Linked DNA regions of Mus musculus: region 1 is linked to region 2. A link is a contact called in public HiChIP or PLAC-seq data. All regions are on one chromosome and are shown on one strand. The core of a region is the stretch at or near the end of the contact, and the rest is flanking DNA. Distances in the headings are between cores, read along the strand shown. Region 1 holds the start of Ngrn (neugrin, neurite outgrowth associated). Region 2 overlaps Crtc3 (CREB regulated transcription coactivator 3).

Region 1 (7,271 bases), core at 202-2,701, 380 kb before region 2:
GCTGCTCCTAGGATACAAAGTGGCATTCCTGGTAGTATAGGCATGGGGGGAAGGCAGTGGACCCGTTTATTTACTTGCTTCTATCTAGTGACCCTGGTGATAGAGATGACAGACCAATTCCAGCCCTCAACCAAGGTTAACAGGGAAATGGACATGTAAACAGGCTAATTAAGATCCAGTGTGGTAGAGATGCTAGAGGGAAGCATGGGATGCCAGTCTTGTGTGTTACTGGAGCACAGATGGGAAAGAGGTGAGAACATCTCTTTTGTGGGTACTACAACTTAGTGGGGGTCCATGTCTCTACTGCAGAAGGCCAAGCCAGCAGAAGGCTAGAAGCCATAAACAGAGCCCTGTCAGGATCAGTGCCACCCACTCTAACCCCAAGGCAGGGCTATCTTCTGCAGCCCAAAAGACAGGAAAATGGCTCATGGACTGAATGCTGCACCTTGCCCTCCATGGTAAACTCTGAACACAGAGGAAGCAAGGCTGGGGATCTTCCCCTATGCCCTGCCTCTGCACCAGTACTGCAGCATTCCAGCCCACTCCTCAACATCATCCAACACAGGTAAAAGAAGGAAAGCCCAGCACTCAACCAAAACAGCAAATGGTCTTCAATCTTTGCTAATTGAAAGACTGCCAACAAGTTCCAGATTGAAAAGCTCTGGCCAGGACCTTTGTTTGCAAAAGGCAAAAAACACGGAGACACCAAGAGTTCTTCAACATTCTAAGATTCTTTGGGGATCGGTAAAGACTAAAAGATGAAGAGCTAAGGCCAGCTTGTATGCATCGCTGCTCACCAAGCCTTAGGCTGAGTTTATCCCTAAGCGATGGGTCTGAACCCTGGGTATGGCTTGGGGCTGGAGGTCACTGGGCAACAAGGAATTCCTTTCCCGGAGGAGTCAAAAGCGACTACGGTGTAGTCGCCATCAGAAGATTGCTGAGGGTACGCCCTTCCTGCCACAGTGGCAGAATCAGGCAGGCCTGGGCAGCCTGTGCCAGAGGGGCGGCTCTGGGCAACTGAACCCGTCTTTTTATTAAAGTTTATGTCGTTTTCCAGGCGCGTGCTGTACCTCCTTTCGATCCTCCCGTCTGAGGCAAGCTCTTCTCATAGTTACAGCAGGGACGCCCAGCCCAGCCTGGTGACTAAGGCCTGTAGTTCCAATTACTTAGGAAGTTGAGACAAGATGATGAATTTAAGGCTAGGACAATTTAGACCGTTTCAAACATTTTTTCCTTTTTAATGGCTAGGGAGATAGCTCAGTGGCAGTAGCTTGCCTAGCATGTACAAGGCCCTAGCTTGGCTCCCCAGCACCACAAAACCAAAATCAGCAGGAAAGGGTGGGTAACTGGACAATACAAGGACAGCCCCCGCCCACCCAGGAAACGAAAAGCGTAGGATACCGTCTAACTTCCGGTTATTCCTTTCTGCTTCCGGGTTCGCCCTCCCACTTCCGGTGCTTTCCGGTCGCGAGCTGTAGATACCACCTCGCGTCGCAATGGCGCTCTCTCTGAGCCTCTTTTTGGGCGGTCGTGTCCGCACCTCTCTCGCTCGCTGTGGGTTCGCGTCCCAGGTCATGGCGGGCCCGGGTTCTGTCAGCTGCGAGCCGGACCCCGATTCCGACTGGGAGCCGGAGGAGCGGGAGCTCCAGGAGGTGGAGAGGTACCTGCTTCGTGGCGAGCCCTCAGCCTGGAGTTAGGCTTCGCGCCCCGGCGTTCCATGCGCCCCCCCCCAGCTCCGGGCGTCCGGCAGCCGCGTCTGCACAGGCTCTAGTTTCTTCTCATCCGTTGTCTAGGGCACAGGGGCAAGTGATCAGCTCCCTTGACACCCTAGGTCCCGTTGCTTAGTGACGTGTTTCATCACCCGTTAGAGAGTTCGGCATGCTTACGTTCAGGTGCTGTAGGTGTTAGGTTTCTGGGGGCAGTGCACCCAGAGTGCTTTAACCTGGCAGACATGCGGTCAGACGAGAGGGCTGAGCTCTCCAAGATTTAGTTGGATGCTTTTTGAAACACTAGTCTTGCTTCCAAGCTCGGCTTTTGCCATTGGTTCTTTCCCCCAGCGCTTTGAAACGTCAGAAAAAAGCAATGCGATTCCAGAAAATACGAAGGCAAATGGAGGCTCCAGGTGCACCACCCAGAACACTGACGTGGGAAGCCATGGAGCAGATCCGGTGAGACGTTGCTTACAAAATGGGATTTACCTTTTGGGGGATTTTAAGTATTTAGTATTATTGCCTTTAAAATAGAAAGCGTCATAATAAGGAACTTCCTAAACCTGTCCAGAATTTTGTTTGTTTTGCGATGCTGGGATCAGCACAGGGACTTGCTTATGGTCCACTGAGGTCATCACCTCCTAAGGACATACCTAGCTTGGTAGGTACATTATGGACAGTTGATTGAAGTTTGGAAAGCTCTTCTTTTGAGGCAACCTCATGTAGCCAGCTGACCTCCAGGACACTGTAGACAAGGATAGCTTTGAACTCTTGTCTTCCTGCCTCTGCCATCTGAGTTTTGTAATTGAGATTAAAAGTATGTACCAACGCTCCTGGATTTTTATTTTATTTATGTATTTGTTTATTTATTGACAAGACCGCTCTGTAGACCAGGTTAGCCTGGAATTCTTGGGGCAATTCTGACTCTGCCTCCCAAGTTCAGGGATTACACTGTGTATGAGTCACTACTCTTACTTGAAAGGCGTCTGAAACGAATTTTCTTTAAGGGGGCTGGAAAGATGGCTCAGTGGCTCAGTGGCTAAGAGCACTGACTGCTATTCAAAAGGTCCTGAGTTAGCTGGACATGGTGGCGCATGCCTTTAGTCCCAGCACTTGGGAGGCAGAGGCAGGCAGATTTCTGAGTTCGAGGCCAGCCTGGTCTACAGAGTGAGTTCCAGGACAGCCAGGGCTACACAGAGAAACCCTGTCTCAAAAAAAAAAAAAAAGTCCTGAGTTCAATTCCCAGCAACCACATGATGACTTACAACCATCTGTAATGGGATCTGATGCCCTCTTCTGGTATGTCTGAAGACAGATACAGTGCACTCATAAAATAAATAAAAATTTGTTTTTTGTTTTTTTAAGATTTCTTATTTATTTATTATATGTAAGTACACTGTAGCTGTCTTCAGATGCACCAGAAGAGGGCATCAGATCTCATTACAGATGGTTGTGAGCCACCATGTGGTTGCTGGGATTTGAACTTCGGACCTTCAGAAGAGCAGTTGGGTGCTCTTACCCACTGAGCCATCTCACCAGCCCCCTTGGTTTTTTTTCTTTTTTTTTTTTTTTTTGAGACAAGGTTTCTCTGTGCTGGGATTAAAGGCGTGTGCCTTTAATCACCCGGCTTAAATATTTTTTTTAAAAAGAATTTTCTTTTAAGTATTAAGGTTTTTTTTCTTTCCTCCGCTTTTAGGAGCTTGGGGGCGATAGCTCAGTTAGTAACTTGACTGGCAAAATGGGGATCTCAATTTGGTTCCCCATTACCCATGGAAAAAGCCTGATGTGGTGGCATGCTCTTGTAATTGTAGCAGTGCTGAAATGAGAAGCAGAAACACGGCATACCCCTGGCGCTAGAAGGCGGGTTAGTCTAGCCTCCATGGTGAAGTTGCAGACCAGTGAGAGACCCAGTCTCCAAAGGATAGAAGGTGCTGGAAAACTTACAGTAGGGATTGTCCTCTGACCTCCATGTGCCCAGACACACACATGCTGCCTTCACACTTGAACACACACATATTTTTTATTTCCTATTTAAGCTTAGTTTGGCTTATGAACAACTGAAATCCCACCATTGAGGAATGGGACAGAGGCAGGTGGATCTGTATGAAAGCTCTGGTGGTCTACATAGTGAGTTTTGGGGCAGCTAGGGCTATATAGTGAGACTTGTTTCAAAACAAGATTTTTGAGACGGGTTCACATATCCCAGGTTGGTCTCAAATGTGTTATCTAGCTAAGGGTGACTTACTTTCTGAATCTCTTGCCTCCACCTCTTTTTTGCTTTGTTTTGTTTTGGTTTGGTTTGGTTTGGTTTGGTTTGGTTTGGTTTTTCGAGACAGGGTTTCTCTGTGTAGCCCTGGCTGTCCTGGAAATCACTTTGTAGACCAGGCTGGCCTCGAACTCAGAAATCCGCCTGCCTCTGCCACCACGCCCAGCTCTTGCCTCCACCTCTTGTGTGCAGGGATGGCAGGGTGTTACCACCACATCTAGTTTATATAGTGCTCAGGATTGAATTTTGGGCTTCTGTGCACATAAACCCCTACCAACTGAACATCTTAAAAATCCCCCCTTTTTGTTTTTTCTAAGGTTGCGTGTTTGTTTTTGCTCTGCCTTTTTAGACAGCCTTTAGTAGGTCATTCAGGCTGGTTTGAAACATTATCAAGACCTAACATTGCTATCCAGACAGCAGTTGGTGGCTGCTGGTTGACGTGAACTGACCTGATTGACTGGCCAGGTATTGCTGTCTGTACACAGGTACAGAATTAGTTAGCACAGTCTAAGGACTGCATTTGAGGTTTCCAAGGTTTTTTCTTGTCTGTCACTACTAGCATTATCAATTTAGCTCTTCTCATAGGAGACTTACTTGCAATTTGAAAAACTGTTGTTTTTTTTTTCCCTCCCCCTGTAGGTATTTACATAAGGAATTTGCAGAGTCCTGGTCAGTTCCAAGGTTGGCAGAAGGCTTTGATGTCAGCACTGATGTTATCCGAAGGGTTTTAAAAAGTAAGTTTGTACCCACTTTAGAGCAGAAACTGAGGCAGGACCAAAAGGTCTTGAAAAAAGCTGGGTTTACCCGAGAGATTGGTCAGCTCCCCGTTTCTGAAGATACCTTGAAGGCGCTCAGTGCAGGCCGCTCTGTGTCTGGCCTGCTGATGGCAGGGGATGAAGTCTCCTCTAAAAGTCAGAATCACAGCACAGCTTTGAAAGTGGCGAAGTCGCACCCTCACAGCACAGACGCACAGAAGAAACGGGAAGGGAGGGATAAAAGAATCCAAGTCTTGGAAGAGAGCCTAGTGCCTGCCACCACAGCCTTGGGTCATCAGCGAGAGCTTCAGAAATCCGCCACCAGTGACTCCGAGGCCACCGGAAGAGCTGGCAGTGATACGTTACCAAGTGCTGTGCTGCTGGAAGAGCTGAAGCCCGGGGAGCCGGGTGACCAGAGCTTCAGCAGCAAGGTAGTGCAGAGAGGGCATGACTTCTTTGACAGCAATGGAAACTTCCTCTACAGAATTTGAGCCTACGACTGGCTTTTGGAGATGTCTTGACACAGCTGGACAGGTAGACTTGAAGCTGCCAGCATTTTTGCACACCATTGGCCACTTTGGAGTAAGAGTTGGTGAGGCTAGAATGTGGGTGGAGGAGCTACTTAGGCAGGGTCAGACTTCCTGGAGTAAGCCCCATGGGTCCCCTCCGGATCTAAGCACTCATTGGTCTTTGTTGCTTGGTGGTCTCTCTGTTGAGAACAAGAATTATATGTATCCTGTGGTGGATTTTTGTGATACTATATTGGGAGAAAATTGAAAGATTGCCTCCTGACCTCATTTCCTTTCTAATCACTGGACAATCTATTCTTGATCTGTTTAATCAATTGGTTTCCTTATGTATGAAATAAAGTGAAATGGAGCAGTTTGTTGCTTGGTTCTCTTCTCGGCAGAATTTACTTGAAAAACTTTGGAGAGGGATGTAATAGAAAAGGTAGAAGGAAAAGCATTCTTTGTCATTAGATTAAAATTTGGTACATGAAACAGAAGAGACCTGTCCAACAAAAGCCTTCTGTGCATGCGCTCCTCTCGGTGATACATTACTTTTTAAAGTTAGATTTTGTATGTGTGCAGGGATGCACATTGCTGATGTCATAAGACATCTTGTAGCAGTTGATTTTCTCTTTCCACCATGTGTGCCTTGGAAATAGAACTCAGGTTGGCAGAAAGAACCTGTACCTGCTGAGCCATGCCACTAACTTCCATTGCAACCAAAACTTGGACTGAGTTGTGGGGTTCTGACAACGATTTGGGAGTGGGAACAAATCACTAACCATTAACTTCAAACTTTAATGGTTAAAGGCTTAGAGTTCCTAACACAGTCTCGCAAACTACATGCTAAAGTTAAACTATATTTGCTATCCCAGTTGATGTCAGGTTTTTCCTAAAGATGCTGTGAGTATATGGGAACCCAGCCCCTGTACACAGGAACGGACCTAAGATGTCTGCTGGTCAGAGGCAGTTCTGGGGCTCGAACCCAGACCTTTACTACAATTCCAGCAATATGGTATGATGTTCTGGTGGAAAATGAAACAGATCAGCAGCAAGAATCCATTAACAGTTTTTAACCTGACTTACTTGAACACCTTGGTGGCTAAAATTGGTTCTCTGAAGTTATGTTGGCACTTAAAGTATGGCCATCTTAACTTTCACATTACCATGTTTCCTAAGCCTAGCTTTCTGAAATGCTGATAACAGTAATTATAGTATTGATTGGCATCTTTTGTTTTTTAAATAGCGGCCTTACTAGCCCAGGTTGGCTTGAAACAGCAGTCCTTTTTCCTCAGCCTTGGAAGTGCTGAGATTGCAGGCTTCCACTGTTATTTCCCTAGAGGCATCCCTAGCCACCCAGACTAAGGCTGGGTCATCACAGTCTATGACCCTACCCTTATTTTCTGCAGTTGATGAGATTAATACTACTAGCATCCTTCACTTTCCTTCATTTTGAAAAAAGACCCCATGAAGGGAAGAGACCTGTACATTTCCCACTGTTCCTAAGTACTGCCAGATCTCCATTTAGACTGAAGAACTTCCTAACAATGAAGGTACTGTGGCAGCACTACCTTATAGGTTTGCCATCTTACCCACCCAGACCTCAGCCAAGGCACATAAGCTTCTAGCCTGGCCTTTCCTGCTGTGTCCCTTGTCTTAGAAATGGCTAGGCTGGGAGACTAATGTAGGCTCTAGTACAATTCACGTTTTGTGGGGGTTTCCTAGTTTTTGTTTTAAAGATTCATTTATGTGTTCTGGGTATTTTGCCTTCATGAACATAGATGTGCACCTCATGCATGCCTGGTACCATGGATCCCTGGAAGTGAAGTTACAGATGGTTGTGAGCTGTTAGGTGGGTGCTGGGAATTGGACCTCAGTCCTCTTCAAGAGCAGTTAATGCACTTAACCACTGAGCCATCTCTCCAGCCCTTTGCCCCGCTGCAGTCTCCGCTGGCTGTGGTTACAGGATTTCATGGGTTCTTGTTTTGAGGCCTTCTAGTTTCACGTGAACATCGATCACACTGAATGAGGT
Region 2 (7,017 bases), core at 1,265-3,764:
GCTTTCAGGAAGAGAACCAAAGCACCCACCACAGAAGATGGTAGTGGAGACAGCCATTGCTGGCCTGCTCCTGTTCCTAAGCCCTACTGCATTCTGACTCACACCAGATTCACTGCTGTGATTACACTTGGTGAGACACTTCACTGAGTTTCACAGAGATTTAGAATTTAGATTACAATGAGGAAAAAAAACCCTCTAATAGGTGAATAGATGAAACAAGAGTAGCAAACTGTAGAAGACAGTAATGTGGACGATCCCATCTCAGGTCTGTGGCACAGGCCTGGTGGCACAGGCCTGGGATGCCAGCTCCTCAAGAGGCTGAAGAGAGAGGATCAAAAGTTCAGGGCCTGCCTGGACTACAGAGTAAGTTCAAAGCCAGCCTGGGCAACTTAGTGAAACCTTGTCTCAAATTTAAAAGTACAAAATGGATGGAGATACAATTCAGTGGTAGACCGTTGGCCCAGAATGCACAAGGTCCTAAGTTCAATGCCAAGCAAAGGGGGAAAAAAACAAAAATTAAACCTTGGAAGATACTGAAACTAGTTATCAGTATATACAGTTGGCTACACAAAGAACACTTGCCTTGCCCTCACCAGTATGTATATTGTTATGCTTTGTTTCCTTTCTTCTTTATCTATTGCCACCTTATTTTACTATCGATAGATAACCTGTTTATTTGTCTATGGACACCACTGCAGTATGAGTGTGGAGGGCAGAGGACAACTTGTGGGAACAGGTTCTCTCCTGCCCCGTGGGCTCGTGGGATGGAACTCAGGTCGTCAGATCTGGCAGGAAGCCCCTTTACTCACTGAGCCACCTCCCTGGCCCAGTACTGACTCAAAATAAGGATATGCAGCTGATGGGCAGGGCAGTCGCCGAGCACGGTGGGTTTGATCCCATCACTGGGAAAACAATGAACAAAGAACAAACAAGTCTTTACTTTCACAAAGGAAGTAGTAAAGTCCAAGAAAACGTGTGTCGGGAAAGAATACAGTCTGGAACAGTCAGCTAATGTAGCACATGATCATTCTAAATACAGATATTGGGCTAAATAAAACCCTGTAACCCTCGCATCCTGTTTTGGTTTAAGAGCATCGGATACTGTCCTCGCCCGGCTGCTTGCTTGTGATTCGTGAGACACACAAGTCACTACAACTTGTGATGACTGTTTAGGGCAGCCAACCCACACGCAAAGCACCCTTACCATCAGCTATCTTGCCTCCTCCAGGGCCCATGGACATGAGGATATACTATATCCTCAGAGTGCGGTCCTCTGTTAAACAGCTTCTAGCCCAGCTGCAGTGTCCTCAAAGCAGTCCCTGTCTCCGGAGGGCATCTGCTCAGATGACAGGCTGCTAAAGATTTACAGTCAGTTGTCCCCACGAGGAACCAAGCTACCCAGAGAGAACAGGTCTGGAGAACCAGATTCTTTTGGGAATGTAAGTTTCTGTTTTAATTTTTTTTTCCCCTTCCTTCTTTCCTCCTTCCCTCTTTCCTGAATTCTCCATTTAACCAAAACTGGATCTGGTTGCTTACTTATAGCTGAGTTAAATTGGTTTGAAATCTTTGCCAAATAGGCAAACGTGTAGGACCTGGACGGAGTTGCCTCCTATCTGAAGCCCCGGCTTCTGCCTCCACGTGGAAGGGAGAACCGAGCCCAGTACAACTGGCTTCACTTGTCACACAGTCCAGCCCACAGACTTTAGGAGCTCCTGAGCCACCGTAAGGAAAGCTGACAAGTGACCCTTCACTGACTTCTCACAGGCTCACTAGCAGTGACCGTCCAGACCACAGAACAGTGGTGTATAAGGCCCCCAGTCTGGGTTGAAACATCTAGCACCCAGGGATTTTCATGAGGGAAAGCTGAGTGCTGACGCGGTGTCCTCCCTAACACAGCCCTCGGGGGGCAGACCATCTACTTTGCTTGCTACACTGAAAATGGGTACAGAGAAATGGCGGAGAGTGGAGCTGGTATATTTGTGGAACTTCAATGTCTTTGTTTATATAATGAGCTGTTTTCCTTTCTCTTCTTTGTGACAGTGGGGACACCAGGGTCTCAGTACAAGTTTTAGGCAAGGACTCTGCCCCTGAACTTTATTCCCTCATCCAGGATCTGAATGCTCTGAGGTGATTTTATTATTATTATTTCATCTGATGCTTCAAGTGAAAGTCACAATCAGCATGGAACGAAGAACATGATGTGTGCTAACCCTTGTAACGTATATAAAGTATGCTAACCCTTGTGACATATATAAAGTGTGCTATAACCCTTGTGACTTATATAAAGTGTGCTAACCTGTGTGACATATATAAAGTGTGCTAACCTGTGTGACATATATAAAGTGCGCTAATCCGTGCAACCATTTCACCATTTGTTCCAACACTGGAATGAAATGAGGAAGCTAGAACCCTGTCCCCCACTTTGACTTTCTGTGTTTCTTACTTCTGCTTACTTGGGGGAATATTTGAGGTTTTATAGTTTCTGGGAATCATTTGTAATAGTGATGGGGTGACAAGCTGACGCACTGACTGTCACTGGTTTGTGTCATAGCTGGGCTGTGGAGAGAGCCAGGGTGAGTGTCAGCTTAATGAGGATGCTAACCTTGGCTTGCTCTTCTTTCTGGGGCTATAAGCCAACCTTAAAGCCCATTCGCTGAAGCTGAAGCTGAAGCAGAGGACCAGGTGCAGCAGATGGCATGCACACCTCCTCCCTGACCCAGGGATGCAGAAATGCTTCCCGGAGGATGCTGGTCCCAGTAGGCAGAGTCAAATAAAGGCAAAGTTCTCTCAGACTAAAAGCAAGGGTTTGTTTCTTAGCTGCTGAACAGACAAGTCAGGGGCACTTAGGGTCAAGAGTAACTGGGAAAATCCTGGTCCACAGCTGGGAAGACAGCTCAGGCGGTAAAGTGCAGGCCTGGCATGTACAAAGCTTGGTTCCATCTCAGCACCCCGTAACAGGGCATGGTGGTCACACAGCTGTACTCCCAGCACACAGAGGTAGGAGGTGGACCCCAAAACAGTTCAAGGTCATCCTCAATTGCACAGCAAACTGAAGGCAGTCTGAGCTACACGAGACACTGTTTCAAAAAGAAAATAAGTATTTATTCACACTCTCAACAAATGAAAAATATAAAGATTGAGAGTGTGAGACACCGCTGATCCCATTTCCCCTTCTTGCTTCCTGATAGACAGCCAGGGTAATGGCTGCATGAGCCCTTCAATGAACGACTGTGTAAGCACAGCAAGTGGGAGCGGACCTTACTTCTACTCTTCTCTTTTAGCACGGATAGTAACATGGTATACATTACAGCTGGCTATAATGTATATGGACTGATGCAGCTGTGTGTGCATGTGAGGAGGCACCTCTGGTCCATTACCGCTCTTTTCTGAAAGACTTTCTCACTGCTCTGGAACTTGCTAAGCAGACTGGCCAGTGACTCCAGCTCTTCAGGGCCCAGATTACAAGCACAGCACACCTGGCTTTTATGAGTGTTCCGGGGATTGAACCCACGTCTTCCTGGGTTTACTGAATTACTCCAACCCACTTTTTATTTTTTAATTTTTTTTTCAATACTAGGGATTAAACTCAGGGTCCTGCTACTGAGCTGAGTCCATGTCCTCAGCAATTGCTTTTTAATGTTACTTTTTTAAAAATAGGTATTTACTTTTATGTGAAGGTAGGACAGGGTAGTGTGGAGGGCAGCACACATGCCACAGCCCACGTGTAGTGGTCAGAGCACTTTCAGGACTCAGGTCTCTCCTTCCACCATGCGTGTTCTGCTGACTGAACTCAATCATCAGGCATGGCAGCAATCCTTTAACAGCTGGGCTACCTTGTTGGTCTTGCTCTTTAAACATTCTCACTCTTTCACTAAATCCCTGGGCTGATTCCACCTTCAGTTTTGTTTACAGCTGCTCCTCCTCCTGTCTTCTTTTTTCTTCAGTAATCCTTCTGCTCCAGCCTCTGGAGAGCTGGGACTGCGACACTGTTTCTTTGCTATCTTTCACTTGTCCATATCCTCAGTGGGGTAGTTTCCCCCACAGACCACGGTTTCTCTAAGCCCTTGACAGGGCCAGGATCTCACCCCCCACCCCCCCACACACACACTTCTTCCTCTTTCTCCTCTATTGGCTCTTCCCATGAGCACATGAGCCCAGCCAAGGAAGGCTCTCACGCGTGAAGCTGGGGGAGGGGCAGGACAGAAGGATTCACCATTCTCCCTCCAAGCAGTCTGAGCAGCCACACCTCCTCAGTACCCTGCTCAGCTCTCAACTCCCAGCCCTGTCCACTCCACTGAAACTCCCAGGGCACCACAGCCTTTCCTTGTCACTAAATACAAATGGACTTTTCAGTACCTAAGTCACTGATATCTCAAGTATCTGAAACTGGGATTATGTGTAATATTTTAGAACCTGTTCCATGATTCCATGATTCCTGTCTCTGCAGACTTCTGAACACAAGAGCCATCCTTCAAATGCTAACTTCTCCAGGAAGTGGTCAGTCACACACTCTACCAACAGCCCAGATCTCTCCAGAGCTGCCGACTGCAGTCAACGCCCCAAGGGCTGGGTGCCTGGCACTTCAGTGGAGGTCACTGTGCGCCACCCTCTCACCTGGCACTAACTTGTCACTTTGCACTTCCTCAGGCACTGGCCCCATGGGGCTGCCTAAGCCCAGTGTTTGGGGCCCCCCTTGAGCACTTTCCCTTTCCCCTCTCCCCCTGGGCCATACGCGATGCTGGTTATGGTGTCCCCGATGACCCCGTGTCTCCCACACCCTTCCTCCTTAACTCCATCCACTTTCCCCTCCGTATCTGAAAAAGCCTTGGGATTTGCTGTTTTATTTTTGATTGTTTTGAGTCAAAGTCCCACTTGTGTAGCCCAGGCTGGTCTGAAACTTACCGGATCCACATGGTGTGACACCATGGTGAGCTATAACAGACTTTTGGTCTTTATTCTTGTCACCTCTACATTGCTTCCACACTGCAGTCAGAAGAAGCCCCTGAAACATGAGTCTAATGGCACTGCTTAGCAGTGCAAACGTTATTAACAACACTGCTTTTAAAAATACTTTTGTCTTGGTTACTTTTCTCTTGCTGTGATAAGACACCAAGACCAAGGCAACTTAAGAAGACAGCGTTTACTGGTGGTTCAGTTTCAGAGGGCTCGGTTCCACGCCCATCTTGGCCAGGAGCACGGCAGCAGGCAGACAGGCCTGGTGCTAGATCAGTAACTAAGAGTATATTTAGAGCCACAGTAGGAGGCAGAGAGTTAAGTGTAAATTGTCTGGGCTCTTGGAACCTCCAAGTCTGCCCCTATTGGCAAATGTCCTTAAACAAAACCATGCCATCTAATCCTTCTCTCCAACTGCTCCAATAACTGGGGACCCAGGATTCAAATACATCAGCCTATGGGGGCCATTCTCATTCAAACCTCTAAAACCCCAAATGAGCCTAAAATAAAAATAAGATAAACTTAAAAACCATCGTGGAAATAAACATTCAATAGCCTGGGGGTGGGAGCTAGGGACTGAAAAGCCACATGAAAATAAATCAATATGTATAAGTGTAATATAAACCTATAGTAATTAGTCAAACAGTGTGGCACTGGTACAGGGGTAGACACATCAACGAAGAGGAAGCCAGGGGTGGCCCATGCCTGCAACTCAAGCACTGCACCACTGTGCGACAGTCCCACACCCCACATGTTTTTAAATTTGCATGAAAAAAAATCCCATCATAAAAATCTAATAAATAGCAAACTGTGAAAATACTTGCAACTCAAATCACAGAAAACTGGCCACATTTTCTAAAACATAACAACTCAACCACCAAAATTAAGGGTAAAAGATGTGTCGTGCAGCTAAAGATAGTACAAAACCACAGGCGGGGGTTGGGGGGGAGGTGCATTTATAAAAGAAAAGCGAATGAAAACTACACAGAAGATCTGGAGAGATGGCTCAGAGGGCAAAGCACAAGAGATCAGATCCCCAGCGCCTACGTGCAATGCTGGCATGATGTAGGCATCTGCAGCCCCAACTCTCAGGAAATCACACAGGGGGATCCCTGACATCTGCTGGCTAGCCAGCCTAGCACTCTAGAGAGAAAGAGCCTGCCTCAAAACACACACACACACACACACACACACACACACACACACACACACACACACACACAGGCAAATGAACAAAACCAGAGGGGCTGGCAAGGTGGCTCAGTGGGCTAGGGGGCCTGGTATACGCAGCTGCAAATAACCAAAGACCCTGCCTCAAACACGGTAAGGACTGATCTCCAAGGCTGTCTCCGACCTCACCCTGTTATACAGTACACACTGGTGTACCTGTACTCACATACTTGAACACATATGCACGTACACAATACACACACATACAAGTGCATGTTTCAAAAAAAAAAAGATTTTTAAAAAACACAAGGTTGATGGCTCCTGAGAAACCACACCTACGGGTGACCTTAGGCTTCCATGCAACTGTGCACCTGCACACACTTAGCATCGCTACACACAAGCATCTCTCTCTCTCTCTCTCTCTCTCTCTCTCTCTCTCTCTCTCTCTCTCTCTCATGGACACACATCCTACATACAGGCATTTTACAAGCTTAAGAAAGATTAGCAAAGATCACAAATTTTGGCGAAACCTTGGGCCTGATTTGGGTAGCCAGGCTCTCTGACAGAACAGACATGGGTATAAACTGGTAGACATTCTAGAGAGGATGACCTGACAAAATACAACGTAAAATTACAACTGTTCCAGAAACTCGCTTCTAGAAAGTGTTCTTGCAGCTATACCTGTCTGTATAAAACTGTATGTGTATAATAAAATAAATTGTGCGATGTTCATGTAATAGAAGACTGTGTTTTGGTTTGTTTTGATTTGATTTGTTTTAAAGAGGGGCTGTGGAGATGGCTCAGTGGGTAAAGTGTTTGCCACTTGAGCATAAGAACCTGATTTGGATCCCCAGTGAGAGACTCTGCCTTAAAAAATAACGTAGGCTGAGCTGT

The links. HiChIP or PLAC-seq counts read pairs in DNA pulled down with a chosen protein or histone mark.
Region 1: an H3K4me3 HiChIP or PLAC-seq map of bone marrow-derived macrophages shows a contact between it and region 2, with 4 times the contacts expected there. The contact joins the promoter of Ngrn here to the enhancer-like site in region 2. A contact is called at or near these places in 4 of 39 promoter capture datasets (the HPC-7 cell line, liver and pre-B cells), 2 of 115 datasets of contacts at active chromatin or transcription factors (bone marrow-derived macrophages and effector CD8 T cells) and 2 of 9 other capture datasets (adipose tissue and liver).

What each region holds. Positions count from the first base shown.
Region 1 is chr7:80,259,764-80,267,034 of GRCm38.p6, forward strand. Ngrn (neugrin, neurite outgrowth associated) reads left to right here and starts at 1,452. Exons shown (of 3, transcript NM_031375.4): 1 at 1,452-1,660; 2 at 2,058-2,168; 3 at 4,615-5,615. The coding sequence starts at 1,497. The coding sequence ends at 5,221. Ttll13 (tubulin tyrosine ligase-like family, member 13) reads left to right here. Exons shown (of 15, transcript NM_177765.3): 15 at 566-1,058. The coding sequence ends at 762.
Region 2 is chr7:80,637,522-80,644,538 of GRCm38.p6, forward strand. The region is part of intron 2 of Crtc3 (CREB regulated transcription coactivator 3); the gene reads right to left. Gm15880 (predicted gene 15880) reads left to right here. Exons shown (of 5, transcript NR_040343.1): 3 at 1,229-1,439; 4 at 2,041-2,127; 5 at 4,448-6,863. Among named protein-coding and RNA genes, the nearest start is that of Gm15880, 5.0 kb to the left of the region's middle. Within about 2 kb of position 2,515, at least 103 of the 459 cell types and tissues checked have an H3K27ac peak or open chromatin away from gene starts, as enhancers often do. A contact at or near this core is called in the HPC-7 cell line, bone marrow-derived macrophages and pre-B cells, where this site is marked.